2 separate regions of the Mus musculus genome follow, and region 2 is linked to region 1. Evidence: chromatin contacts called from public HiChIP or PLAC-seq data. All regions are on one chromosome and are shown on one strand. The core of a region is the stretch at or near the end of the contact, and the rest is flanking DNA. Distances in the headings are between cores, read along the strand shown.

Region 1 (7,897 bases), core at 1,697-4,196:
AACAACAACAACCAAAAAACCAGTGAAGGCTGTGAAGGGATAGGAGTCTCATCTAGGAACCACATCCGAAGGGAAGGAAAAGATGCAGTTTCCACAGAGAGATTTGGAAATGAAAGCTGCTGTGACTGACATCCTCTCCGTACCCAGACCTAGTACGGTAGCAGCACCAGGGGCTTGCAGCCATGGGAAGATCTTTCTCTTGCTCCTTGCTTTAAAGGTAAGGTAGGGATTAATGATGAGGTTTCTGGTCATGGAAAGGTTTTGGGTATGCAATGGTGAGCCAGGGATGCCACAGTCCCTTGAGATGACTAAAGTAGCAGGAGAAGCAAGACTCAGGTATACCTGCAGGCTCTGTCCTGGTCATGTCACATTCCCAGAGGGGTGTGATCGAGGCAGAAGCTTAGAACCTCTCAGAGAAAGCAGAGGTCTCGGGGTCTAAGAAATAGGTCTGGGGTCTCAGGAAAAGAGACCACACAATCCAAAGTATTTCAAGGGGAAAAGTTCTCTGCAGAAAGGAGGATATGTAGCCATGCCAAATCAAGCAAGTATCATTCTTAACGAAAAGGGGTCCTGTGCCTCACTCCGAGTGCTCAGAACTTGACTCTGCCTCCTCACCCCCCCCTCCTTCCCAAACTCTTACATGGCTGGTTAGTGAGATCAATGCAGTTAGAAGCAAAGTACTTTGATCCTAGAGAAATGCTGACTTGGGCAGGGATTTTTGCAGGTGGTGTTTGTAAAACAGCTTTTTTTAAAAAATGGAATTTCTTTTGACTCTTTTAAACCTTGGGTAGAAAACACAACACATTTCATTTAAATCCCCACAGTTTCCCCTTTCACAGTGCCTTGTCATTCTTTAAATTCACCTAACATTTCCTGCTTTGAGGTATGGGACATAGAGGAAGGGCAGAAACTAGCTATGTGGTCACTGCTATTTTAATTAGGTGTTGGACTAATTGTCTTATGCATGGGCTCACTGATTTTTCAGATACCACCGTCTATGAAGAGACCGCACAGTAGTGCCCTGATGAGGAGCCCTGGTCCATTTCAATTTTCTTTTCAGCTTTTTATTAACATTTGGTCCTCAAGCTGTAAAGAAAGCGTTGGCAACTTGAGTGGTGGTCTGGGTAAGTGGGAGAGGCCTTGTAACCTAAGAGAAAGCAAATGGAAGGGAGGCCCCATGGGACCTCTGAGAAACTGATCACTAGTTTCCATGATGGGAAGGTCGATGGCCCTTGCCAGGCATGACAATCGATACAGCATTTCATAGATGATGCCTCTGTTACTGCTCTATTGCTGTGAAGAGATGCTGTGGCCAAGGCAACCCTTATAACGAATGCATTGAATTAGGACTTGCTTGCAGTTTCAGACGCTTGATCCAGTATTATCATGGCAGAGAGCACGTCGCCAGGCAAGTGTGGTGCTGGAGAAATAGTGAAGGCTACATCCTATTCCATGAGCAGAGAGAGAAGGAGAGTGCTGCAGACCCTCTTGGTCCCTTGTCTGCGTAGAACGGGTCTCTGGTTACAGGTGGACAAGGAGTCGGAGAATGACTGACAGACAGACTCAACACAGGAGATTGTATAGAATCTGAATGTATGTCACAAACTGAACACCAGTCTTATATAATACAGAAAATAAAGGGGGTAGGATGTCACAGCAGGCAAAGTACATTGAAATTACCTGACACAAAACAAAGGAATGACTTCAAAAGGACTTTCAGGAACCAGGTAATATTTACAGTAAAGATAAAACAGCTCTGCTTAGGGTCAGCTAATGACAGGTAAGGATTTCACACCCTAGTCACAATTTGTGCTACTCCTTTGAGCCTTATGAAAGCTAGCACCAGGGGGTTGTGCTCTAGCAGACCTTCTCATGAATAATGCAATACCACAAACCTCCTATTTCCTAGGCCTTGGTAAATTCTTGTATGAGTGTAACTTGGCTGTTTTTTTAAGTATCTGTGGAGAATCTCCATTTGTCAGAAGAATTCACCAACTTGCTTCTAATATGCAATGTAGCCTGCTATATCTGGCTGTAGTGAAGATTCTTGTCTCAGTGGGATTCCCTAACTCTTACATGGTAAACCCACCTATTAGCTAGGCCATTGTGTATTCCCTTGTTTGGGTGAGACTGGTTACTGTCCTAAGTAATCACTCTGCAGACTAGCCCTGAGCTATTCCAGTTCCGCTCTTTCTAATGCCTAATTAGTTTCACCATCTCTACTAGAAGTAAATTTGAATGTTACTGAATAGGTCACCTTCTCACTGAATTCCTACTGAATTCCAAGTTTGTCGGCTTCAAAGATTTTTTAGGATGTTGGAACACTGGCGAAGGCTTAGCTATGTCAGAATTCAATCTTAAAAGGCATTTATAATAAAATAATACTAAAAGAGAGCACGTGGATCCATACACCAGACTAACTCAGGGATAGGGTATGAGTATACAAGTTATGAGAATGCCAAGGTTCCAGGAGGTGAGTTTCTCTGAAACTCTTTGCCTCATGAGTGCTTCCAGGCCTCTCGGCCTGCCAGGCAGGCTTCACTGGAGTGTGCGTATCAGGAGAGGAGGGAAAGATCGAGAAAGGGGCTGGGGGGGGGGGGGATGGAGAGAGAGATTGGGAGAAAAAGAGAGAGGATTTTGTGTGGGCTTTTGAAGCCTCAAAGCCCTCCCCCATGACATACTTTCTCCAACAAGGCCACACCTCCTAATCCTTCTAATTTTTTTCTGCTCCCTGGAGACTAAGAATTCAAATATATGAGTCATTCTTATTCAAACCACTACAGACAGGATGGTCAATGGCCCTTTCCAGGCACGGCAATACTTGCAGCATTTCATAGGGCGACAGCACTAGGTGCTCTTGAGGGATGGAAAGGGGTCTAAGCAACGTCATGGGTAAGCACTTGGTCCAAGGCTGTGCTGTGTCTAGAATTAGCTCAGTGTCTGGAGTGCTCGGCTGTATAAAGGGCTGACTCTGCCTTTCAGTTTTGCCTGAGGAGGGAGACTGCTGAGGCGTACGATGGGTGGTCCTTTATGTAAACTTTTTATAATGCCTTCCAATACTTTGGAGATGAAGTGACCACCATTACCTTAATCTGTATTTTCTATAAGGCCAGTCATGGCATGACTGGTTCTCAGATAATCAATCACACTCCCAGCAGTGGAATCTAGAAGGGGCGGGCGCCCCACAGAGGTGGTCCCCTATCATTAGTAATTCAGGTTCTCTGCCACAGGTATTTCTGTCAATCCTGCGTGGATGGTTCCCAGGTCAGAAGACCTCCCTCTGAGATTTGTTTTCTTATTTACCATCTTTTTGTTATAATCAGATGAGTCATATACACTCACACCTGTTTAGCAAGGGTGTAGATCCCCCACTCAGAGATAACTTCTTTGTCACAACACATGTAGCCTGAAGGCCCCAGTGACCTCACAGGACGGGTAGGAGTGTTAGTTAGTTCTCTGTTGCTGTCATAGAACATCATGACCAAGATAACTTATGGAAGCTAGAGTTTGAAAGACCCACAACGTTCTGACTCCCCCACGTTCTGACTCAGGAGAGGTGACACCCCAAAATCACCCACAAGAAACAGGTCTTGCTGCAAATTGCAAGAGGATTTTTATTCAAGAGCGCTCTCGGGACCATAGTCATACACCACGCAGGGGTAGAGGACCATGGCGCCCCGAGTAGCTGGGTAAGGGGGTATTTAAAGGAAGGAACCACAACTTAAGGAAGTGGGGAGGGCGTTGTTGGAAGATACCAAAGATACCAGTTAAGAGTCACAAGGAAGTGTAAAGTTACAAGAGTCACAAAGAATACCTGGTAATTGTTAACTCTCAAGACAGCTTCTAAGAGCCCCTAACAATAGCACATTTGCATTGCAGGTTCTGGGTGACTTTCTTTAAATGAGCACTCTTTGAACCCAGGAAGCGGGTGGATGGAGGAATGTCGCAATTTGCTTTATGATTAGCATACCTTTACAAAGGCCACATTCCCAAGCCTGGGCCTAAAGGCCTAGAATTCTGTTTTTACGTTGTTATACTTTCATTCCCCCCTTCTACTTGTTAGTAGTTCTAATCTTAGAACTAGACACTATTTTTTTCTGACATACTTGATCCTTTACTTTAGGGCATGGTACTGTTGTTTTAAAACTAAAAGCCACACTGTACTAATTTTTGTTTTAATAAAGGTGACTTGCCTATTTAACATACATGGACCTATAATTAAAAGCAGAAGCAAAATCAAAAGGGGTCCCATAAAGGTAGAAAGTAGGGTCATCAAGAGTACAAGATAAGGGCCTTTCCACCGGAGTCTTAAGGTTTTCTGTGTGGAGACGTCTAATGTAGCAGGTCTTCTTCTCTTGAGTAGGCCTTCTGGAGCTGCTTTTTTGCTCGCTGTCTCACTCACTGGAGCACCTTGAGCCTAGAGAACAAAGGCTGGGAAAGCAGCATGTCAGCACTATGTACAGAGGCTATTTTTACCAGTGGAGGGGGCCCCCTGTAGAGTAATTTATAGGGGGGTCAGTCTAAACTGTCCAGGGGTGTTTCTATCCCTGAAGAGCACAAAGGGTAGGAGAGCTATCTAATCATAGCGCCAGTCTCCGCTGTCAATTTGGTAAGGGTCTCTTAATGGTTTTATTCATTTTTTCTACCTGTCCTGAGCTTTGGGGCCTGCATGCACAATGTAACTTTTAACCAATCTCTAATATCTTGGCCAGTCTTTGATTTACCTGGGCAACAAAGGCAGGTCTATTACCTTGGGAAGGTTTTTTTTTAGAAATTTTACCTCGTCATAGCACAGGCCTTGCAGCTTTTGACTCTTTTTTTTTTTTGTCAAGTCAGAAAGTCCTGTAACATAGTAGTCAAAGGACCTAACCACGCCTTTGAATTTCTTGGCCCCCAGGCCAAGTCAAATACTGTCCATAACTTGATAGTGCTCAGGGGTGTATCTAAAGCTGGTCTCTCGGATGTTATAATAATCTTTAGGCTCCTTGACTGCCAGGATCATTGCTCCTTGGGCCACCTGTTTGGCAGTTAGATCTGCCATCTGATTTTCTTTAGCCACAGCATCTTAGGTCTTTTTCTGTAGATGTCAACAGCTCTCTTTGTATATTGCCCCGTACAGTGGCAAAAGCATACCTGTTGTCAGTGTAGACTTTTCTTTTTTTATTTATAGAGCTTGTCTTAAAGTCACAAGTTTAGCTTTCTGGGCCGATGTCCCTCAGGAAGGCTGCTGGCCTAGATCACTTGTTTTCTGTTCACCACCATACTGCTGTCCCCGCCTTCTGCTTACCTTTAACCTCGAGGCTACTGTCATCAGCGTACCAGCTCGTACCCTCAGGCCAAGGCTGATCTGATATTTCAGATTATTTCTTCTGCCAGAATGTCAGCGCAGTGATGAGTAGGTGCAGTCTCACGCAGTGGGACAGCAGGTGGAATGAAGCGAAGGTCACTCATTTAGACAACAAAAAGCTCTGATGTGTCACAGGAGCGTTGGTAATGCTTTCAAGAGTGTGGGATGCCACTACACTCTTATTTGCTGTCCCAGAGTGAGCTTATCAGCATCCTTGACAAGCAGATTATGGCAGCAATAGCTTTCAGGCAAGAAAACCACCCGCTGGCAACAGGGTGTAGCTTCTTGGATAGGTAAGTCACTGGCCTTTTTCAAAGTCTCAAAGTCTGAGTAAGGACTCTTCTGGTGACCCCTGCTCTCTCTTTCACATAAAGAGTGAAAGGCTTGGTTAGGTCAGGCATAGGCTGGCCATCAGTAGGGCCTTTTTAATCTCTTTAAAGGCTTTCTGGTGATCTGGGGTCCACACAAACACCTCCCCTTCTTTGGTTAGGGGGTACAACTGGGCAGCTAAGGTCGCCAACCCGGTATCTAGAGTCTGTAGAAGCCAGCAGTACCCAAGAATTCTCTTACTTGCCTTGGTGTAGTTGGGGTGGGAATCTGAGTTACAGTCTTTTTCTGGCTTCTTTTAGCCACTGCTTTTCACCTCGAAGGGTGTATCCCAAATAAGTAACTTCAGTCTGACACAGAGCTGAGCCTCTTTAGCTGAGGCTCGGTCTTCAGTTGTCCAGGTTTCCTGTCTAAATCCTGTCTTTTTTTTTTTTTTTCTATCACTGTGGCCAAGATTTTAGTCAACTTTTTCTCTTGTCTAAGATCCCTCCTGTTTTTTCTTTTTTCTGCCTCCCGCCTCTCTCTCTCTCACACACACACACTTTCTCTGCCTCTTTTACTAGATAGAATGACTGTCTCTCTCTCTCATAATACACCTTTTAATCTCTGAAGTTTTTTTCTGATATCGGGAGCTGACTGCCTTATGAAAGGCCATGGCCACTGAGGCCTTCTGGGCTTCCTAGGTAAGATCAAAGGGAGTGATCTGCCTGAAGGCTTCCATAAGCCTTTCAAGGAACACGAGGGAGGTTCGATCGGCCCCTGTATTACCTCTTACCTTAGCCAAATTAGTGGGCCCGTCTTGAGGCACCTTGGAGACCGGAGCCTGGCGATAGATTTTTAAGCTCTCCCTACCTTTAGCCATGTTGCAGTTCCAACTGGGGCGAGTCAAAGGGAATCCCATGTCGATCTCATTTTGTAGCTGTGTAGACCACCTGTTGGCTTCCGGGCTATTTTTCTAGCCTCTAACAGAATTCTCTCTGGCTCTTCGATTGTTAAGAGCATCTGCAACCGCTGTTGACAGTCGTCTAAAGTAGGCTGATGAGAGAACATAAGGAACTCCACCAACCCTGTGAGGCGTTGGGGATCTTGAGAAAGGGGGTGGTTAATTTTCCAGTTATAAATACCAGCAGAGGAAAATGACCAATACCAAAGGGTTAAAGTTTGGGCGGGTCCACCAGAGTCCGCCCAGACTCAGCGCTCTGAGGCTCCCTGTGGCTCCATGTACTCACAGCGGTCCACCTCTCAACACCCCAAGGGGTTTGGGGTTCCCTCAGCGGCTGGGGTCGAGGCTGTGGATAAGGGGAAGGTTGTGGACTAGGCCACTCAGGAGGCTTTATAGATTTTAGAGGAGCCGATTTAGCTGGTGGCTCCAATTCGGGAGAAGCCTTCAATTTCTCTTGTAACATGAGAGTACAACCACAATTTTGAGGAGCAAAACCCAATTTTAACAGTGAAAACAATTTTTTTTAAAAATGAACTCTAAAAACATTACTTGCTACAAAGTTTGGCTGTCCGTTCCTGCACACAAACACAAGAAGGTGTAGTCGCCAATATATCTATTATAAATCGGGTTTCTAGGATAAGAACTCATAGAATATTACCCAATTTAGGCGTATCTTTAGAGACCTGTTCCTATGGGTTGTCTCATGCTGCATGTTGTAGTTCTAAATTACTCTAACCCAGAGTTACCAGTTTTAAGTCAACTTTTTGTTACCAATGTTACAAATTTTTAATCATAACCAATAACTTATGAGCCACTAATCTATAACCAAGACATATAAAACATATTTATACTTTTGAAACTATTTAGAAACAAAAATGAAATGGCCGTATACATTTGCTCATTTAAGCCAAACAAAATTCTTAATTTTTCTAGCTGTAATTTCAAGAGAGGAGCACCTTGTCACCTGATGAATCCAATAATCACAAGCACAGAGATTTTTGTAGGAAAAGCAGCCATCTGTTCCCTTACCATAGAACTTGAGAAGCTGCTCATCCCTATAAGAGCAGCGTTTATAATCAGCGCCTAGCAGGGCTTCTCCGGCCACACTAGATTCCTAACTACAGATGCAGGGCTCCAAAGACCAATTAATACTGTTTATTTTATTTTATTTTATTACCAAATTATCTCCAGATAGTCGGAGAGTACTACTTTTCTTAAAACCCATTTTCTCACATTTCAGGTGTAAACTATCTCTAGTCAGGGTATAAAGCACCTATGAG
Region 2 (7,897 bases), core at 1,963-4,462, 49 kb before region 1:
TAGCTCTGCCTTGGACCACCCTCAGCCCCGCCACTGAGCCAGCTAGTACCCATGAGGAGTCAGGCCTAGCCATCTAGTCCCAACTCCTACCTCCAGCTCACGCTGCTGAGCTGCCTGGAGCACTGGCAAGTTGTGGGGCCGGCAGGACTGCTGGGCTTCCAGGTGCTTCTGCCTTAGAGTCTGTCTGAGCACTGTGAGGAAGGGAGAGAGGTCCATCAGCAAAAGCAGGTGTTGGGAAGACAGGGGCAGCTGGGTGAGAGGTCTAGTTCAAGGAAGCACTTCCCAGAAAGCTGTGGGGAGTTTTAGTCCCTCAAGGACTGCTCTCAACCAGCACCCTCCTTTACCTCCACGGTGCTGACAGGGCTGTGTAGGTTAGGCAGGTATAGCAAAGATCAGAGCTCAGTACAACCAGGGCAGGAACAGGGGGCAGACAGGTGCCTGAGGCAGGTGGCCTTTGGTCTCAGGTGGCCCAGTTCTAGCTTTCTTGGACATCCTCCAAAGGATATCACACAGGGACTCTGGGTGAGTACTTAAGCATTCAAGAGCTCAAAGCCCATACAAGGAGGAAGGGGGCTCTGTCTGCCAGTGGTGCAGTGTGTTGAATCAAGCTTGGTGCTACCCTATGGGTAAGCAGAGCAGCCCCTGCTTGGCAGCCAGGAGGTGAAGCCACATACTGTGAGCCTACAGGGTTCTGTGCTGGGAAGTCCTTACCCTCTGCTAGCAAGCAAAGTACCCAGTCCCTGGTAAACTGCCACACACGTAGACATGCCCTAACGGGCAGAGAGAGAAGGGAGCACAGGGTGCTAAGTACTCACTATCACAAAACGGAGCGCACCACACCCAAAAACACGAGTGTGGCTGGCCGGCTCTGAGAAAGCCAACACCTTTATTCCTAGAGGAGATTCATGGGACAGCTCTATTCAGAAGGGTCCCTGGGGTTCCCTTAAATCTGACAGCCTCGGCAGTGCTTACAGCCTCCCCTAGGTCTTGGCATTTTATGTACCCCAGTGATACCATTTATCATTGCTGTTTGAAACTGACTTAGTCTATCATAAGTTCATCAACACAAGGGCAAAGAAGAGATGGCCTGCTTGTCTGGTTGCAGTGAATATGAAGTAGTCAGAAGGCTTGGGGCAGCAGGTACATGTGTGAGACATCATCTCCTTCAGTCCACTTATCCAATACTGCAGAACATCCCAGGTCAGTTCCCAGAGTCCACACTGGCTCCCTGCTCACTAGGGACCTGGCCATGGTAATGTCCAAGGACAGCAAGGTGGCCCATGCCAGCCACCACCTTCTGTATCTGGCTGAAGGCAGCAGAGGCACTCACTGCCAGGTGTATCAGCCTAGTTCAAGCCTTCTGAAAGACAACTAGCAAAGGCTTGAAGCAGGTACCAAGAACATCCCACCCAAAAGGGCTCTATAGGATGATGAGCAGCTCCACAGTGAAATCAGGGGAAGAAGAAGTCAGTGGTGTCTTTCCTTCCTGGTGATGGAAGCAAGTGCTGGAAGAATGGTGGAAGCAACAGAAGGAACAAAGCCTCCTCCTGCTTACTGGAAAGGATGAGCAAGGTAGGGCCTGGCCCAGACTTGGAATTTCACCACTGGAGAGGCTGAGACAGGACAGCCAGCTCTAGACAACACAGAGGAACAGTCTCGGAAAACCAAAATGGAAAAGAATGAACTTAGTCGTGTACTTTAGGCTTGTGAACTAGATATACCACATACCTCCATCAAAACATTAAAAAGAATAAAGAAAAGCACAGCCGGGCTGGTGAGATGGCTCAGTGGGTAAGAGCACCCGACTGCTCTTCCAAAGGTCCGGAGTTCAAGTCCCAGCAACCACATGGTGGCTCACAACCATCCGTAACAAGATCTGACGCCCTCTTCTGGTGTGTCTGAAGACAGCTACAGTGTACTTACATATAATAAATAAATAAATCTAAAAAAAAAAATTATTAAAAAAAAAAAAAAAAAAAAGAAAAAGCACAGCCACTCAAACATTTGGTGAAGAACTAAAGCTCTCGGAGAACAAGAGACTTCTCAACACATTCTGAGGCATTACCTTCATCCCCACACAAATATTACAAGATGCATTCCTAGAATACAATTCCTTTCTGGGATTTAGAAATCAATGTCTCACGAGAGTAACAGCAAAACCATCTGATCATCTCCACAGGAACTGCAAAAGATTTCAACAAAATCCAACACCTATCTCTAATGGGAAAATCCTGTCTGGCAGCACACAGGCATTGCCAGAAAGGCAGAGTATGTTTGCATGTAAATGTAGCCCAATATAGAAAACCTGCTTAGCAGGTGAGAAGCCCTGGGTTCAGTCCTCAGTTTCAAAATCCAAAGCAATAACAAAGCCCAAAGATCTATAACGTAGCATGGGGACATCGTCACACTATTCTTTCCTAAAATGTTTGAACCGAGTCAAGCTTGAACAAATAAAATGGAAAGGAGATCTGATGGTACAACGGAAGATGCCTAGTATAATTTATAGGAGGAGGTGATCAAGCCTGATACTCAATGGGAAGGTGCTGGAATAATGGATTATCTCTGTGGTAGCACACAGCTATCAACAGACCTACAAGCAGCGAGGTCCATCAAGCCTAGGAGGATGTGGGTACTCTAGGGAACGCGAGTAAGAAGTTTCTGGACAGCAGACTAAAAGGATCAGCATGGCTCTGCACCCCCTGACCCGAGGCTCCCGCGGCTAGGGACGCCCTAGGGAAGGTCCCGTCGCCCCCTGCACCTCGGTGTTCGTTCTGCAGCCGCAGTCTCTGGTTGTAGAGGCTCTTCTCAGTGAGGTGCTGAATCTCCAGAAGACCCTGCACGATTTCAAACACCGTTCCGTCGAGCAGCGCCAGGGCCAAGTCGCTGAGCGTGGTGTAGGACAGGCGCTGCTGAAAGGAGCTGCGGGTAGATCGCCGGGTGAGCGCGGCCGCGGCCCTGGCCCCGGCTCCGGCCCCGGCCCCGGCCCCGGTCCTCCCGCCGCCCGTCGCCGCGCACCTGGGCAGCTCCTTGACCAGGCTCTGTAGTGCTGACAGCAGCTGGTAGTGCCGCTCCTGCTGCCGGGCCCGATCCGCCGCCTCATCCCCGGCGGCCGCATAGCGGTCCATCGCGCGGTTTACCGCGCGGTCCCCCGCCGCCCCTCTACTCGGTCTCCTAGGGTGCCCCGGCGCGCCCCGCCCCCTCACGTCATTCTCCAGCGCGAACGACGCATGCGCCCCGCCCCTCCGGTCGGTCTCCGGCCGTTCACCGTGGTGCGTCAGGCACAATAAGACGCGCTCCACCCACCAGGGAGACTGCTTGTAAGCGCTTTGTCCTAGGGAGAAGAAATAGGGGCTCGCTGAGCTCCCAAGTGGTGCTGACCTTGGAGGTGCGCGCCCAGGGCTCTGCATTCTGGTGTTTTAAAGAAGCAACTCTGGCCTGCTGGGTGTTTTAAAGAAGCCAGTCTGGCCTGCGCCTAGTGTGCGCAGACTGAGGCCACTGGAAGCTGGACACTCCCAGCGGGTTGTGATCCACCCTGGGGGACCTCAGGAAAACAGTACGGAGGAGAGCCAGCTTCTCTTTAGGGTTCTTATTCTCATTAATAAAAGACTTTAGGACAATTTTATTAGCGTTAAAGGATACCCCACCCCCACAAGGAAACCTCAGCGACTGCCTGGAAGTGGAGAGTAGATGAGAAAAGAGTCTTGTGAAGTTGAATTCATGCTGGCTCAACAGTCCTTTACCTACTGAGCCAGCCCCAGCCCCTGACAGTGTCCACATTCATAATTTAGTTTGCAGCATGAATAAGAGAAATGACACCTTCCTACAGCGTTTTTTTAAATAAAAATTACATTCCCTGATGTGCCATCTTTTTCCCTTTTATTACTATTTTAAAAATATAACTCTGTTGAATCATCCTGGTTACTTTCTTTTTGTTTTCCCTTTTGCCACGATAAGCTCTGAAGTAGTGAATTCAGATCTGGGTAACATAAATTACAGTGAAGAAACCTTGTGAAGTTTGAATGCAAATGACCCCATAGCCTCAGATATTTGGAAACTTGGTCCCCAGTTGGTGGAATTACTAAGGAAGGATTAGGAGGTGTGGCTTTATTGGAGAAAGAGTGTCACTGAGGGCTGGTTTTGAGATTTTAAAACATACACCATCCATACATTCTCTGTCTGTCTGTCTGTCTCTGTATGTCTGTCTCTGTATGTCTCTCTACCTCTGTCTCTGTGTCTCTCTTTGTCTCTCTCTCTCTCTGTGTCTCTGTCTGTCTCTTTCTGACTCTCTGTCTCTCTGTGTGAGTGTGTCTGTCTGTCTGTCTGTCTGTCTGTCTGTCTCTTTCTCTTGTCTCATCACTACCAGCACCACCTCATGCTTTTGAATTAAGATATAAGCTATCAGCTACTTCCCCAGGGCCATACCTGCCTACCTGGCTGGTGCCATGCTCTCTACCATGGTGGTCCTGGAGTCACCTTCTGAAGCTGTAAGACCCCCAACAAACCCTTCTGTAAGTTGCCTTGTTCATGGTGTCCTCGCAGCAATAGAAAAGCCTCTGAAACACCTGTGCATGGAGAAATAATTTGCATGAATAAATATACTCCAAAGTAACTGTAATTTAATGTTGACAGTATACCAAATTATGGTGAATCATTTAAATCAGACATTTAAAAGTCACGATCTGCAGCTGGGGATGTAGCTTAGTTGGTAGAGCGTTGCCTAGCATTCAAGATGCAGTGGGGTTCTATGTGCAGTATCACAGAAACCAGGCATGGTGGCGCATGTCTGTGATTCCAGTACTCAGGAATTGTAGGCATGGTCGGATGCGCAGGGGCATCTTTGGCTACATAGTGAGTTCCAGGCTGGCCTGAGATGCAGTAGACCCTGGCTCCAAAAGAAAGTCATTAATTGTTCACATACTCAACTCTGGATATTGGAGTGTGAGCAATCCTTGAACATCTTTTTAGCACACCAATTAGGATACAAACAGATCCTAAACAGGGACACATGCCTGAAACACATAGTATTAGTGTGTACCCCACAATGTCCCGTAGGCCACATATTACAGCCTATGACAGCTGAGAAGGATGAAGGCTAGAGCAACCATGGTACCATGCCATCTGTGATATCACATGACAGCTAATGGAAGATACATGCCTCTGACATATCATGTCACTAAATCATGTAAGACATCGTATGACAGCTGGGAGGATGGATGGAGACTGCCATATTACGTAATGATTCTCCACAGTGACCCAGAGGAGACTAGAGAGCACTGTGCTGTGTCACATCAGGCCGTTGTGCATATGTGGCACATTAAGATGATCAGGAGTGGAGGCCAGAGTTAATAGCTTTTTCCCTGTTGCTTAGTATGGCAGTCCAGAGATGGCATGCAGACAGTGAGCCACAGTCTGCCATAGGGATAAGGTGATGTCACCTGTGATATTGTGATGCCAGGGCTGCAATCTGTCCTTATGAGAATAAGGAATGTGTTTCTTCTCAGCTGTTAGACCAAGGAGGCTGTAAGCATATCAGGTCTGGGCCTTCAACCTATATAAAATGTCATGTACAATATAAGATGGAATACAGGCCTGAGATCTCTCTCTCTCTCTAAATATATATATATATATATATATATATATATATATATATATATATATATATATCAGCTGAGAAGAGAGAGGCATCAGTCACATGTCACTGTGTAATACATGGTACTACCCAACAGCTCAGAGAAGGCTCAAATTGGCTTGCACCATGTTACATATGATATATGACAACTGAGGCACATTTTTTTGTCAGTTTGTGTCACTACATAACACATCTAATATATAATACTTATCTAATAATTATAAGAGCTCACAGATGGACCAGACCTTGATTCATGTTACAGTGTTACTGAGGATGTCATGTAACATCAAAGATCATAAACCTCAGATGCACTATGTCACTGTGGCATATACCAAACCCTGCAGTGACTTAAAGAGGGGACATTCATCCTATTCATGTCACATATGTGTCACACAGCTTATGGGAGAGGATACACTCACCACTCACTTAGACTGTGTTGTCATGTGACAGCAGAGCAGGTGCATTAGGACAGCTGCTGATGGGACTGTGGAGACTAGAGGCACACTTGGTCACTGTGGATTATGAAATACCATACAGCAGCCAAAGGTATTGGAAAGCAAGTCGTGCTATATTGTTGGGCTGTGCACATAAGACTGGTCTCTGTACTGAGAACATCAGACTTCCTGAATGACTGGGTGCAGGTTAAATCTATGAATCATTTTGTTCAGCAGCATACACTGTGTGTAAGACATTGGTCATCTATGTGTGTGTGTGTGTGTGTGTGTGTGTGGTGAGGTATCAGCACACACACACACACATATATATATATATACAAATATGTATGTGCATTATAAATATATTTAATCTGTGTTTAAGTACATGAGTGATTGAGATTGAAACACTGTGCTTAGAAAGATAGGGTTCCAGTACTGCATTATCTATCTGTCTGTCTGTCTGTCTATGTATTATAAGACAGGGTCTCTGTGTATAGCCTTGGTTGTCCTGGAACTCACTATGCAGTCCAGGCTGGCCTGAGACTCACAGAGATCCTCGGGCCTCTGCCTTCCAAATACTGTACTTAGCAGCATTTGCCACATTGGTCAGGAAGCCTCACTTCATCCCCATGAATGCTTAGCATTGTCCATCTGACACTGTCTATCCATACAGGTCTCATCTTTGTGTTTATTAAGGGGCAGATTTGTGAATGACTTTATATTGCACTTTCTCTATAAAACCAGCCTCACAGAAGGTGGTGTGGGTACGAAGTCTTCATATACAAGACTGTGCGAGTGGAACACTGACTTGAGGCGATGCTGTGTCTACAAGTTTCCCACAGTGAGCACCACTAGACTTAGCTGACTTAGGTGCTGTTGTTATCTCAGAGGAACACTGTATTTAGCTATGTGTGGTGTACATAATACATACTTTGGGGATATGCTTTTTAACTCTCTTTAACAGCTTGGTGTGTGAATAACAAAGCATATTATCATCTCTGAGAAAGACTTTCTTAAGCATTGTACACTGCATGTAACATTTTGCTCAATGACACTTGTTTTAAATGCTATCTACCAGATAGATGTATGAGTTACAGAATCCCACAGCCTCTGAGAATAGTTCCCAGTAGATGATGACACAAGTGTTCAGTGTATGTCAGCAGCTCGTCACCTGGGCTAGACGGCCTCCGGAGTCTTCTGAGTGGGTAGTTTGTGATCTGGAAGGTATAGGTTGGTGTATTTAAAGTGTCGTAGGAGGGGAAAGCCCTGCCAACTGAGAATACTATACACAACAAAAATTTTCATTATTCTGGAGATGAAATTAAAATATTCCTAGATGGAGGTGCAGCTCAGTGGTAAAGCCTACCATCTTTGTCACGGTGGCTGTGCAGGCACAATGACCAGAAAAGAAAGCACATAACCGAGGGCTTGCTTAGACTTTAGTCCATTGCTGAGCACTACATTTTCATCTGTAAGGAGAGAAGGGGGGAGGGAGGGAGAGGGAGAAGGAGAGGGAAATGAAGAGGGAGAGAGAGAATTCGAGAACAACAGTCTAGCATGGGCTTTTGAACCTCAAAGCTCACCTCCAGTGAGACACTTATTCCAACAATGCCACACCTCCTAATCCTTCTAATTCTTTCAAAGAGTCCCTCTCCCTGGTGGCTAAGCATTCAAATGTATGAGCCTATGGGGGCCTGTGGCAGGATTTTCCCTGTCCAATTACATTAGTGCAAAAGAGATCTGTGATTGGACAGGGAAAAGGGAGGCAGAGCTAAGAATTGCAGAGAGAGGGAGAGGGAGAGGGGGGAGGGGAGGGGGAGGGAGAGGTAGAGAG

The links. HiChIP or PLAC-seq counts read pairs in DNA pulled down with a chosen protein or histone mark.
Region 2: an H3K4me3 HiChIP or PLAC-seq map of embryonic stem cells shows a contact between it and region 1, with 19 read pairs. The contact joins the promoter of Dgcr6 here to the enhancer-like site in region 1. A contact is called at or near these places in 2 of 39 promoter capture datasets (3T3-L1-derived adipocytes and HPC-7-derived erythroid cells), 1 of 484 Hi-C or Micro-C datasets (brown adipocytes), 2 of 115 datasets of contacts at active chromatin or transcription factors (both in embryonic stem cells) and 3 of 9 other capture datasets (adipose tissue, liver and pancreatic islet).

What each region holds. Positions count from the first base shown.
Region 1 is chr16:18,012,685-18,020,581 of GRCm38.p6, reverse strand. No RefSeq gene overlaps it. Among named protein-coding and RNA genes, the nearest start is that of Vpreb2, 36 kb to the right of the region's middle. Within about 2 kb of position 2,946, at least 9 of the 459 cell types and tissues checked have an H3K27ac peak or open chromatin away from gene starts, as enhancers often do. A contact at or near this core is called in embryonic stem cells, where this site is marked.
Region 2 is chr16:18,061,718-18,069,614 of GRCm38.p6, reverse strand. It overlaps Dgcr6 (DiGeorge syndrome critical region gene 6), which reads right to left and starts at 3,212. Exons shown (of 5, transcript NM_001289814.1): 1 at 3,016-3,212; 2 at 2,759-2,919; 3 at 91-191. The coding sequence starts at 3,125.